Regions from separate parts of the Gossypium arboreum genome. Here region 1 is linked to region 2. The links are chromatin contacts, called in public Hi-C maps. All regions are on one chromosome and are shown on one strand. The core of a region is the stretch at or near the end of the contact, and the rest is flanking DNA. Distances in the headings are between cores, read along the strand shown.

What was found. Hi-C and Micro-C count contacts between places; a contact is called where the count stands out from the background.
Region 1: a contact with region 2 is called in a Hi-C map of leaf, with 2.5 times the contacts expected there. The contact joins the promoter of LOC108486286 here to the enhancer-like site in region 2. A contact is called at or near these places in 2 of 5 Hi-C or Micro-C datasets (both in leaf).

Annotation. Positions count from the first base shown.
Region 1 is chr6:131,172,391-131,178,270 of ASM2569848v2, forward strand. It overlaps LOC108486286 (multiprotein-bridging factor 1c), which reads right to left and starts at 1,469. Exons shown (of 1, transcript XM_017790258.2): 1 at 672-1,469. The coding sequence starts at 1,320. The coding sequence ends at 883. It overlaps LOC108485106 (aldehyde dehydrogenase family 2 member C4-like), which reads left to right. Exons shown (of 7, transcript XM_053029996.1): 6 at 80-141; 7 at 221-659. The coding sequence ends at 494.
Region 2 is chr6:131,106,964-131,113,092 of ASM2569848v2, forward strand. LOC108486706 reads left to right here and starts at 18. Exons shown (of 3, transcript XM_017790898.2): 1 at 18-783; 2 at 2,329-2,400; 3 at 3,272-3,544. The coding sequence starts at 214. The coding sequence ends at 3,274. Within about 2 kb of position 4,353, at least 2 of the 2 cell types and tissues checked have an H3K27ac peak or open chromatin away from gene starts, as enhancers often do. A contact at or near this core is called in leaf, where this site is marked.

The sequences.
Region 1 (5,880 bases), core at 219-2,718, 63 kb after region 2:
AGACAACCATAAAGCTATCATGTCTTAATAGGTTTGGTTTAAGATATCTAAACCATAGTGATTTGTATTGTTGTAACAGGAAGACATGATCATAACAAAAGAAGAAATTTTTGGCCCAGTGATGTCGTTGATGAAATTCAAGTAAATAGTGTCTAAACTTCAAAACTGTTTTTCTTTTTTTTCCTTTTTTGATGATGGTCATTGAAATGGGGTTTTTCAGAACAATGGAAGAAGCAATCAAGAGAGCAAACAACACAATTTATGGCCTGGCATCTGGGATTATAACAAAGAACTTGAACGTGGCTAACACCGTGTTGAGATCGATCCGTGCCGGCGTGGTTTGGATCAATTGTTACACTGCATTTGACGTGGATTGCCCCTACGGTGGATACAAGATGAGTGGATTCGGAAGGGATTTTGGACTGGAGGCCCTTAATCAGTACCTTCAAATCAAGTCTGTCGTAACTCCCATTCATGATTCTCCGTGGCACTAAGCCTTATTCATCTATTACCTGTAACCGGATCTTATCCGACAAAACATAGTTATTACAGCAGCATAGTTCATAGTTATTACAACAGCATAGTTTTCTTCAGATCCATGTCCATTCGATTTCATATTAATGTATTGTTTTCTCAATTTAAAGCTTAAATTTTTGGAACAGACAGTATCCTTGTTTATTGGAGTAAATTTGAGATTTTTTAAAAGTGCTGCAACTTTGTAACACCATGAAAGCACAAATCAAAGGAGAATTTTTCGTTTTCATGATATCAAATCAGTACAATTCGGCTCCTTTCATGAGATCCAAACAACAACCACAAACACATATATTCAACAACACTAAAAACATCAGCACCCTGTTCTACAATAACGGCGTTACGGGATCATTTCCCTGACTTGCCTCTCAATTTCACGCCGAGAACCCTTTCCATCTTGGCCAACACAGCTTGGTTAGGCACTGCCTTCCCGTTTTCGTACTCTTGAACCACCTTGAGCTGCTCGTTTATCAGCTTAGCTAGCTCAGCCTGACTCAACTTCTTCTCCAGCCGGGCCTTTTGTATGGCTTGCCTAACATCCGTAGGCACCCGGTCTAGAGCTGCCGGTTCCGTCCCTTCGTCGAGCTTCCTAGCGTTCACCACTGGTCCCGCCGTTTTCTTGTTCGATCCAGCATCGAATTTCTTGATGGTCTGAACCGGTGCACCCGACCGCAGCGCTTGGTTCACGGCCTTGGGATCACGTAGGTCCTGAGCCTTGGGTTTAGACTTGTGAAGCACAACGGGCTCCCAGTCCTGAGTCACGGCTCCACCAAATCGGGTCGGCATTGTTGAAGACGAATGTAAATGAGAAGTAGAGCTTTGATCAAACAAACTAAAACAACTGGTAATGGTGAAGATACATGGGAGATTATATAGAAGCTCAAGGGTCGGGAAAGTTCCTGGGCTTCTTAATATCTGGAAGGTTCTTTGCAAGTTTTACGTATTTAATATGATGACATTGCAATCGTGGAAGTTGCTGACTTGGATAATGGAAACACCATAATTAGCGTGATGCCCAAGCCAAAATCTAAAGAAATGGATTTTTCATTGGTACAATATATACGCCTACTGTTTCCACAATACTTATCTATAAAATACTTAAAAGCTTGGTTAAATTCAGCTTTCTTCAAGTTTCGATTATTAAAATGTTAAATTTTTAACTATAATAACTCACATGATAATTTATGTATATTTTAAATTTTTTTAATTTTTATTTTATTTAAATATTTTATAATTTTTAAATTATTTATAGATATAATATAAAATATAAATAGTGACATGTAAACATGAAATAAACATAAATTACCACTTGAGTTACTACACTATCGTCATTACAATTAATATTTCAATTAGCATTTTAGAAAAAAGTAATTTGACTCTTTTCGAGAGACTAATAGTTAATTTAATTCAAAAATAAATAAAGACCAATTTGATAAAAAAATATAAATATTGAGAGCTAAATTTATCATTATATTTAACTTTTAATTGAATTAACATCATATCTTGATGGGCACAAAACAATTAAAATTATGTGAAATAAAATATATTATTAAGAAAGGATTTTTAAATATATTTTTACATAAAATTAATAAAAATTCAAATATGATGAACTATATAAGTTTACCATTTTAACTGGTTTTATATAATTTTAATAACTATAACTACTACATAATTATTTTTCACCCATGTGATGTCATAATTTAATGTTTTAAATGTTTTCATGTACACTATATATAATTATAAGTATACCTTTGCTTTCTTTACAGAATAATACAAAAATAAATTAATTATCGAAATAATATGAGAGATGCATGAAACCTCAAGTTAGCAAAGCAATTGATGATTTGGGGTTGAAATCGATGTATTAGGTGTGTTGAAAATGGACAGGGCACCTCGGAAACCAAAAATGAAAGACGATATATCAATTTGATTTTTAATGGCTTGTATGTCGGTGCAGGTGTATACAATTTTCCTATCGATTTAAACTTCTTAAAAACAAAATAATTAATTATAAAATAAAATATTTAAAAAAACTAACCTTTTTTAGGAATGTAAAAGTAAAATGGAATTTTTTGGTGATTGATTTAGGGTTTATAAAAGTAACTTAGGTTTAGGGTTTTAAGTACTTTATAAGTGATTTTGATTTTTTTTTAAAATTTTATGACTATATTTGGAAAAGTGAGAGATTTGGAAAAGTTGGGTTGCTTTGAGCAAATTATTTTTCGTCATGTTAAGAGAGAAGCGAATATTGCGGCTCATACCTTGGGCTTCAATTTTAGTCAAGTGAGAGAGATTTTGAGAGTATAAAGGAGCGTCTAGGGTATTTCACTGATTACCTTGTACCCTAATGGATTAATTTGTTTCGTGCAAACCAAATGGACCAAAAAGACAGAGTCACCAATTTTCTATTTCTGTCACTTGTTGTTTGAAAGGCCTCTACTAACCATGATTTATAATCTAGATGTTTTGACATAGGGGGCACATTAAGACGCAAAGAAACCAAAACTTGCCTCGTTACTGGGCGAAAGCACAACAAATGGTGAACAAATTCCAAATATGTATGACATAACGTACAAAAACCAAGAGTAGGAATATGTCGTTTGTTTAAATTTGCATATGTAGGAATAAAATTGTTGTATACTTTTCACATTATGATATTTATCTTCTATTGAAGTTGTAATGCCCATAAGACCGAGAAAAAAATTTGTACGGAGGTAGACATAGGAGTAGATGAATCTGTTTGAATTTTTTAATTTCCACGAGCAAGCGGCTTGTAACCACTCTTCATAGTATACATCTTCAATCCATCTAGCCTTCATATCCTAGAATCGAGTAGTTTTGTCCTGGCCAAAGGTATAAACAATATGACTTGCACTTGATCCTCATTAGCAATCTTGTGAATGGTTGCGTTATTCCAGTACTACTTTCTTGATTAAGTAATTATGACACCATTGTATATCTTAAATCAATTTTCTAACATCATAGTTGACCATCTCCAGGTCTTGGAATCCAATGATCATTCCAAATATTCATAGTCTCCCTATTACCAATACGCCAACCCATGCCCTTCTCCAACAAATCGCGAGCACTCACAATGCCTCTCCAAGTAAGAGAAGGGTAAGAACTTAATCCCATAGATAAGAAGCCTATATGCAAAAAATAACATGCTTTCAAAATTGTAGCTAACTAATAGCCTAGTTGAGACCAAATATGTCAGCATTGTTTAGCTAATAAAGAAATATTAACATGGCTAAATCACGAAAAACTAAGCCCCTAACAAACTTAGGCAGGCATAAGACCTTCAAGAACTCTAATGAATGCCTTTTAAAGATTTCGAGTTTCTCCACCAAAAATTATTAAACATGTTTTCAATTTTTAAACACAATGTTTTCGGAAAAGGAAACATTGCATCGCGTATACCGGAAGAGCTTGCAAGACTGCCTTAATTAGAGTTTCTTTCCCACCTATAAACAAGAACCGAAAATTCCAACTCTCTAGCCTACAATGAATTCTGTCCACGTAATGCGCAAAAGCCTTCTTTTTATTACTTCCCACTATCATAGGGAATCCAAGATATTTTTCAGGATTCAACGATACCTAAACCCTCAATATACTGCTTACCTATAACCGCCTGTTTTTTAGTAATGACGAAAATAGTGGTTTCGAGACTACAAATTCAACTTGTCGGTTCGTAAAAATTTATTATTTTAAAATATTTATGAGGTCATTAATGTAGTATTTAAATTTGGTTAAGAGATTATAGCATTTAGATAGTTGATTAGGTAAAAAAGATTGAATCGTAAAAGCTATAAAAGTAGAGTTTATTAATTAGGAGGGCTATGAATAAATTAGCCAATAAAGATTTAATGGGTGAATCAACATGGCTATTTATTTACATGGATAAGATTAATTAAGGAAAATTGTGGTTAATTAATGTTTAATTAAGAACTTTGAGATATTTACAAAAATGCCTAAGTATATATATTAAATTAAAGAAAAGAAAAAGAGAAATTTTGGCTTGTTTCTTCATCATCTCCATGGCACAAGGAGAGAAAGAAATTAAGATTAGGGTTCATATTATTATTTATTTAAGGCTTCAATTAGTAAGTGTTTTGATACTTGTTTTTAGTAATTTTTATGTTTTTGGACTTGTATTAGCTTAATCTAGCAAGCCCGAGGATTAATTTGTAAAACTGTCAAATGATGTGGATCATGTCATTATTGAGTTGAGTTGTTTTCTTGAAGGTTTTGGAAAGATTTCTAAGTTTTGTTGTTATATTAGACTATTTTGTAAAGTAGTTTTTGATGATTTTAATGTTTAAGGACTAGATTGCTAAAATGATGAAATTGTTTATACTTGAAAAGACATAAATGCAAGTAGGGGCTGGTGTGAGGCCATGGAAGAATCAGCTAGGTTTTGGTGTAAAAGAAAATGGGTAAATTTCATATTTGAGGCTTAGGGATTAAATTGAATAAAGGTAAAAAGTTGAGGGCAATTTTGTAAAATGCTAATAAAAGACTAAATTGTATAAAACGATTGATTTTGGCTGTTTATTTTGTTAATTGAATGAAATTATTGTTTTAAATCACGAGCGTGTTGACAATTGTGGGAAAGAAAAGATTGCGGAGTAGTTCCTCTACTTTGGCGATTACTGCAAACAAGTCCTGTAAGTTCCTTTTATGTATATGCATGGTTATATTCAATTCCTTGGTAATGATTTAATCTTTTAGTTTTATTATGTATCGTTATTTAAAAGTTGAATCATACTATATATTCAAATACAGTGTTATTCAGGCTTAATGCTGATGTTATTCAGGCTTAGTGCCTAGCAGGCTTAGTGCCAGTGTTATTCAGGCTTAATGCCTAGCAGGCTTTCAGCCAATGTAATAAATGTTAACATTCCTTGGAAATTTGGTAAGTGATAGCAAATGAGTTGACTTATTAAACTTACTAAGCTTCCTTATGCTTACTCGTTTAATTTGATTTTGTAGGACTCTTGGAATCGTAGCATCGATTGGATCAACTTGGAAGCTCACACACTATCATCTATACCTTGGTAGTCATTTTGTGCTTGTTTTGAAATTGGTTAAAAGTGGCATGTATTAAGAAGAGTCTTGTGGTACTATGATATTTTGTGGTGGAATTAAATGTTATAAATGGTCATTTTATGTTTGTAAGATAGGCTTGATATTTTGGTGTTTATGCTTGTAAATATGATAAGTGATACATATATATAATATCTAAAATAGTTGGAATTTGATTGTGTTGGTGTTTAGGTTGTTTGATTATTTACATGTGGTACCAATGATGGTACATTTGTTTGTTGATAGAAATAAGTTGTAAAT
Region 2 (6,129 bases), core at 3,103-5,602:
AATTATATTTTTACAATATTTAAATTGGTTCAATCTTGAATCTGTACAACTGCAATATCATTACTCATGATATCTTTATTTTGGTAAAGTATTGAGAAAGTGATTACACCATACGGCAATATGGTAAACCAAAGACGGGTCAACTCCTTACTTTTGCCCACTTCTAATTGACAACCTCCGCCAATAGCACCACCGACGACGAGGACAGCAAAAATGTCGAAACAGGATTTACGACACTCCTCCGTACCCTACTCCCGTCTCTCTCCAAACCCTAACCATCAAAACGTCGTCGTTTTACCCGTCTATTACCCCCACCATAACGATAACTACCGTTGCCTCCGCCACTGCCTCGCCTTCACCTCCGTCATCCTCCTCCTCTCTGCAGCCCTATTCTTGCTTTACCCTTCCGATCCAACTCTCGAACTCGCCCGACTCCAACTCAACCACGTAGGAGTTAACACGTCGCCCAAACTCACACTCGACCTCTCATTTTCTTTGACCATCAGGGTCCGTAACAGGGACTTTTTTTCTTTGGACTATGATAAGCTTGTCGTTTCGGTTGGGTATAGAGGGAGGGAACTGGGACTGGTGAGTTCGGAAGGTGGGCGCGTCCGAGCCAGAGGGAGCTCGTACGTGAACGCCACACTCGATTTGGACGGGTTTGAGGTTGTTCATGATGTAATTTATTTACTTTCGGATTGGGCTAAAGGGGTTATTCCCTTTGATACTAATACTAAGGTTGATGGAGATCTTGGTCTTTTTCTCTTCAAAATTCCCCTCAAGGTCATCCCTTTCTCTCTCTTTTTCTCCCTTGAATTTGATTCTGCCATCAATTCGATGGTTTATTTTGTTTGGAGCGTATATTTTGTAATTTTAACTTTTCTTCCCATTTCTAGTGTTTGGGTTTTATTCTTCTTCATCAATTAGTCAATGAGTTTATTAGGTAATGATGCATTGCTGTTTGAAAGAAACCCTGGGCAAATCCCTAAAAAAAAAAAAAACTAATGTTTCATGATTAGATTGAACATGATTGTTGTTTAATAACCTTATTTGTGGATCCACCAGCATCATGGGGCATATTGTTTCTTAGTTACAGTCATGTTCTGGATTCCGTCACTTCTTACTAATGGATGTTTAGAGAAAAAGATAATGCGTGTTACTGCACTACACTTTGGATGGGGTTGAGTTTTCAACTTTTTTGTTTCATTTCTAATGACTTGGTTTTGATGCTGTTTCTTTGATTTGAATGGATATATGCTGTTTTGAGCTCAATAAAGTTGTTTCACTGTAACTAATATCTCTAGAAAAGAAAAGTGATTACTTTTTACAAGAAGCTGAAGCCAGGATTGCATAGGTGGGTGGTAAAATAAGTAGGTACATGTAACCATCAAGAGAGAAATTATCTTCCTAATGAATTTAGTTGGTCAGTAAAGATTAAAAGAATTAGATGGTTGTTGTAGTTGTTGGAGCTATGTCACTAGAGGTATAAGCATGATTATGGAGTGTATAAAATCTAGGTTATATAGATTGATGCTTGTTTGTGGTAAAAAAGAGTGAAGAGACCTCTGCAATTCCCATACTTGATTGAGTTGAAGCATAAATATATAAAGGCACTTATGTTTTGTTTAACAACAGAACAAGCAGAAATTCTGTGAAGTAAAAGCTTTTTCCTTCCTTTTAGTAGGAGGCAGTGGCTCTGTAGGTGGGTTATTGAGATGGCTTGTTGTAGACAGCTATGCTTAGCTGATGCATGATCGTATTGAAACTGATTGAGATGGGAACTAAGTTCAATAATTTAATGACTATAAGTAGTTAAAATTTTGGGTGCGATAGAATCACTAAGCAAGCCTATTTTGGCCCACATTGCTAGGATATGGTGAACAAGTTGGTTGATAAATTGTCCAGAAGTAACACTAAGGATTAGCGCTTCCATGCTTCCGATTCTTCTTTATTGTTGATGTCTATTCTATGACCCATTAGCATCAGTCTATAGATAAATTGATGTTTATAATATCACAATCCTGACCGGTACTCTTATCGGAAATCTTTTCATGAGTGTTATACATATAACTTTAGTATGCCCTGAGTATTTAGTTGCAAATAAAAAGTTTGTAAGCATCCAAAAATGAATATTAGTAGTGAATGGAGATGGTCCATAACCCCCCTTCAGTTTTTCCTTTTGCTGTTCTGAGGATTGCGGTTTGGCAGTTTTGCACACAATAGTTAATATTTGCTTATTGTCACGAATTCTTCAGTCTTGACTTTGCACAATGAATGCGGATGCTCAGTACTTCAACCATGTTTGATTTTGAATCTATGATGTTTCAGGCAAAAGTGTCATGTGAGGTGTACATGGATAGAAATAACCAGTCAATTGTTCGTCAAGACTGCTATGCTGAGGTGAGGAATCAACTTTTTGTTATTCCTTGTGCACTACAATTATGTCTCATTTGGTTACTAGTGTAATAACATGAGGAATAAGCTTATTTTATACAAATATATTACAATAATTAGACATACAATAAAGAATAGTCAGTGCAATTTTAAGCTTGAAATTAGAAGGATGAATAAAAACTTTTGTAAAAAAAATAAGACATTCAAAATAAGCAAAAACATTTCTTCCTCTTTTCCAAAAACAAGTCATGTGAGTGACTAAAAATTGCCAATTGAAGTTAGTTTATTGCTAACTCATACATTAAAATATGGTGAAAAAATAATACTCCCACCAAACATAGCATTAATCTCCTAGAGGTGTAAACCAGAGTGCTAGGAGATACTAGCTCTAAGGATATATGGTACTGCTTGATAAACTTGTATGCACTAAACTTGCAATAATGTACCGTGAGATATGTCATCGTTTTGATTTTGAAGTTCCCTGCTCTTTGACATTAAATGCCAACATAAACTATAGTCTGTTGTCCTAATCAATATTGTCTTGATTAGCTGGATTAAGTTTTGCTGTTGTACATTGGCTCAGCGATTAGCATGGTGCAGAAAGAGTTTCAAATCATTTTCTTTTTTCTGTTTGCATAGAGCGGAAAAAGAGGTAGGGAACAGCGTTGATCCTTGGTTTTTAGTTTTTGTATGAAATAAAATTGTATAATATGGAATAACAAGGCCTCTTACCCTTCTTTTTCATATGTACCTTGCTAAGACTAGTTTTAGTTTGCTTGTGATCTATATGAAAAGTCTTCCCTTCAAAACCTGAATGCCTACTTTTTCTATGAAAGATACATTGACTGATAATCCTATAATGGCTTGTGGTTTGCAGTAATGTTGTGGACAGTGCTCCAATAGATGTACTAGAAGTGGGAAACAGATTCGGATTCTGCTGTGATTTGGTTTCTCTTTGATGATACTGTACATGTAATGTAAATGAACATAGTTTAGTTCAGGCCCCAAAGTACACTTATGTGCATTCCACTAGTAAGTACATATAACTAGCAGTTGTAAAAGCATGATTGGATGAAATGGTATATTTAGCTAAGTTTTCTGCAGCTTACCTTATAATTATATAAATATTGAGATGCAATTGAATTTAGAATTTGGATTTGAGCTTGCACGGATAGGCTAATACTATTCTGTAGTTGGTTTCCTCCATGCTGAATAAGAACATAATAGATGTCTTGCAGTTGTAGCTCTTTAAATATAAATTCTCATGTGAAGAGGCTTGGAGGGTATCAATTGTTTAATATTTTTGTTGAATTGGATAGACCTACAGCCAGAAGAAATTACTACGATGTTCAAAGATAAGGGTGATAATTGTTAGATCAAATCAGAAAGGTACTAGATTGCAAAGATTTCTACAGTTTTCCTTCGTTTCATTGAATTCTTGTATCAAGAAAAGGGTTGAGAGTTGAAGCGTAGGTATCATGGGAAATAGCAATAGTGGGGCAAGAAACAGATTTCACAAGGAAAGAAAAAACAGAAAGGAAATATCTAGGAAGGAGAAGCCGTATATGTGATGAAATAGTTGAAAGTTGAAACCATTTGTTACATTATATACTACCAGACCCTCTCCCACACAAGTTCTAGGAATAGTGGTGCAGTCATTTCTTGGTGATGAATCGACCACCCCACACATAATCTGCATGGTGGTGCCTACATCGAAAAGACCCCGGGTGTTTTGTAGGTGAACACATACACCACTTCATGGAACCAGTGGATCCACCAGTGCCTCTAGCCACCCTGGGTGAATGATGGTCGGCAGCCACCATAGATGCCTGCAAAAGGAACCAGCTGCGTTGTACCAGCAAGGCCGGCTTGCCACCACAAGGAATGTTTGCATGGCACATTTTTGTTTTCTTTCTCTCCCTTGAGCCTTCCACTCTGGGTATTATTATGATGATGTTGGTGTTGGTGTGTGAACAGAGGTTGTAAAGCAAAGCATAGGTGTGGGTGTGAGAGTTTTTTATACGAGGGAAACGATTAAGCAAAGGAAGGAATTAAGGAGAGGTGGGGAAGTAAAGGTTGGGGCATAAAGCAGTGTTTTGATAGATTCCAGAAAGCTTTTGCTTTTACGTTGAAAGCTTCTTCGAGTGTTAAGAGAGTGGTCCAAAAGCATCAGCTGACTCATATCATACGTCCACTTAACCTAATTAAACGATACTTTCCCTACCATGATTCCACTTCATAATCAGGTGCTGCCACGTCCTTTTATGTTAAAGCCTATCAACATCTCTTTCATTCTGTTCCCAACAGGAAGGCTAGTGTAGATAAATTTATAAATTTTGATTATGATTAGGTATACATATTTAGAAAATAAAGTTAGTTATTCTCGGATAAATATAATTGTTGACAAATAACTCTAAAATGATGTCAATTTAGCAACTTTGTTAGTGGTGTGTAAAGAAATGTCACATTTTTAATTGGATTTATAATTTTAATATTTATTCACAAATTTAAAATATATATATAATAATTTTTTGAAATGTGAACAACTATAGGCCTAAAATAATAAGATTGTAAAGATGTGTGAACACATAAAGGAGTTAAATTATGAAAAAGTGTTTTGGTATTCGGGAACTATTTTAATTGTAAAAAACAACATGTTTAGGGTTTTAGATGAAAAGCAAGTTTGAAGTGATGAGTGAGTATATAGCTTATATTAGACGCTGTGTGAACATTGGCATGGGTTCGGTTGGGAGATGAGGGTGGAAATGTAAGATGAAAGCCTCGTCAACATGTACATTTGCACACCACAAACATCTGTTGCCATCAATATTGCGCCTCTTTAGGTTATTTATTACTGTTTTCAGTTTGTTTTTTTTTTTGTCATACCAGATTAATCCAAAACATAATTAATTTGAATTTAAATGAGAATAAATTAGGTGAATTTTACACATTAACCAGAAATACAATTTTAAAAATAAATACACGATGATACTCCAAAAGTTCTTTTTCTTTTAGTGAGATTTGACAGCATTATTGGCTTTAAGAGTGTCTAAGCCCCCCTCACACGGTTAGTTACTTTTTCAAGGAAGTTATGTATTAAGAATTAGATTATATTTTTTAATTAAAAGATAAATAAATTATTTTTACGTGTTAGATTTTATATTAAAATTTTATCTATTTATAATATTAAAATTGACGTGGCTAATAAAATAATTGAATGATGATATGTAACGTGCTATATATATCTTATATTGACATACATAGACTAATTTTAAATGGTAGATATGGATGAAATTTTTATCAAAAAGACTAATTTACTTTTTTAATGTAACGTATACTATTTTTTAAGTGGAGAGTGCAAAATGCAATTACCTCTCGATTGTGTCCTTTGTCATGGTTTTATCTGAGATTCACAATTATTGCAAAATTCATCACACGCGTAAATATTTGATTTTCTTAAAATTAGATTTTATCACACTTATTAAGTTAATGAAAAAATTAATATTAAAAATATATATTTATAAAAGTTATTTAACAATCGAATTATAAATAGCATAATAATATATTAAATAAACTCTCATTAAATTTAAGTTCAATCCTTCTATATTTATTTATTTTAATTGTTTTAATTAAACATTTCATATAAACTAGTAAAAGAAAAATATTATAATATTTATATTTAATACTAATAATAAAATAATATCAATTGAATTTTAACGGTTATTGAAACACTGA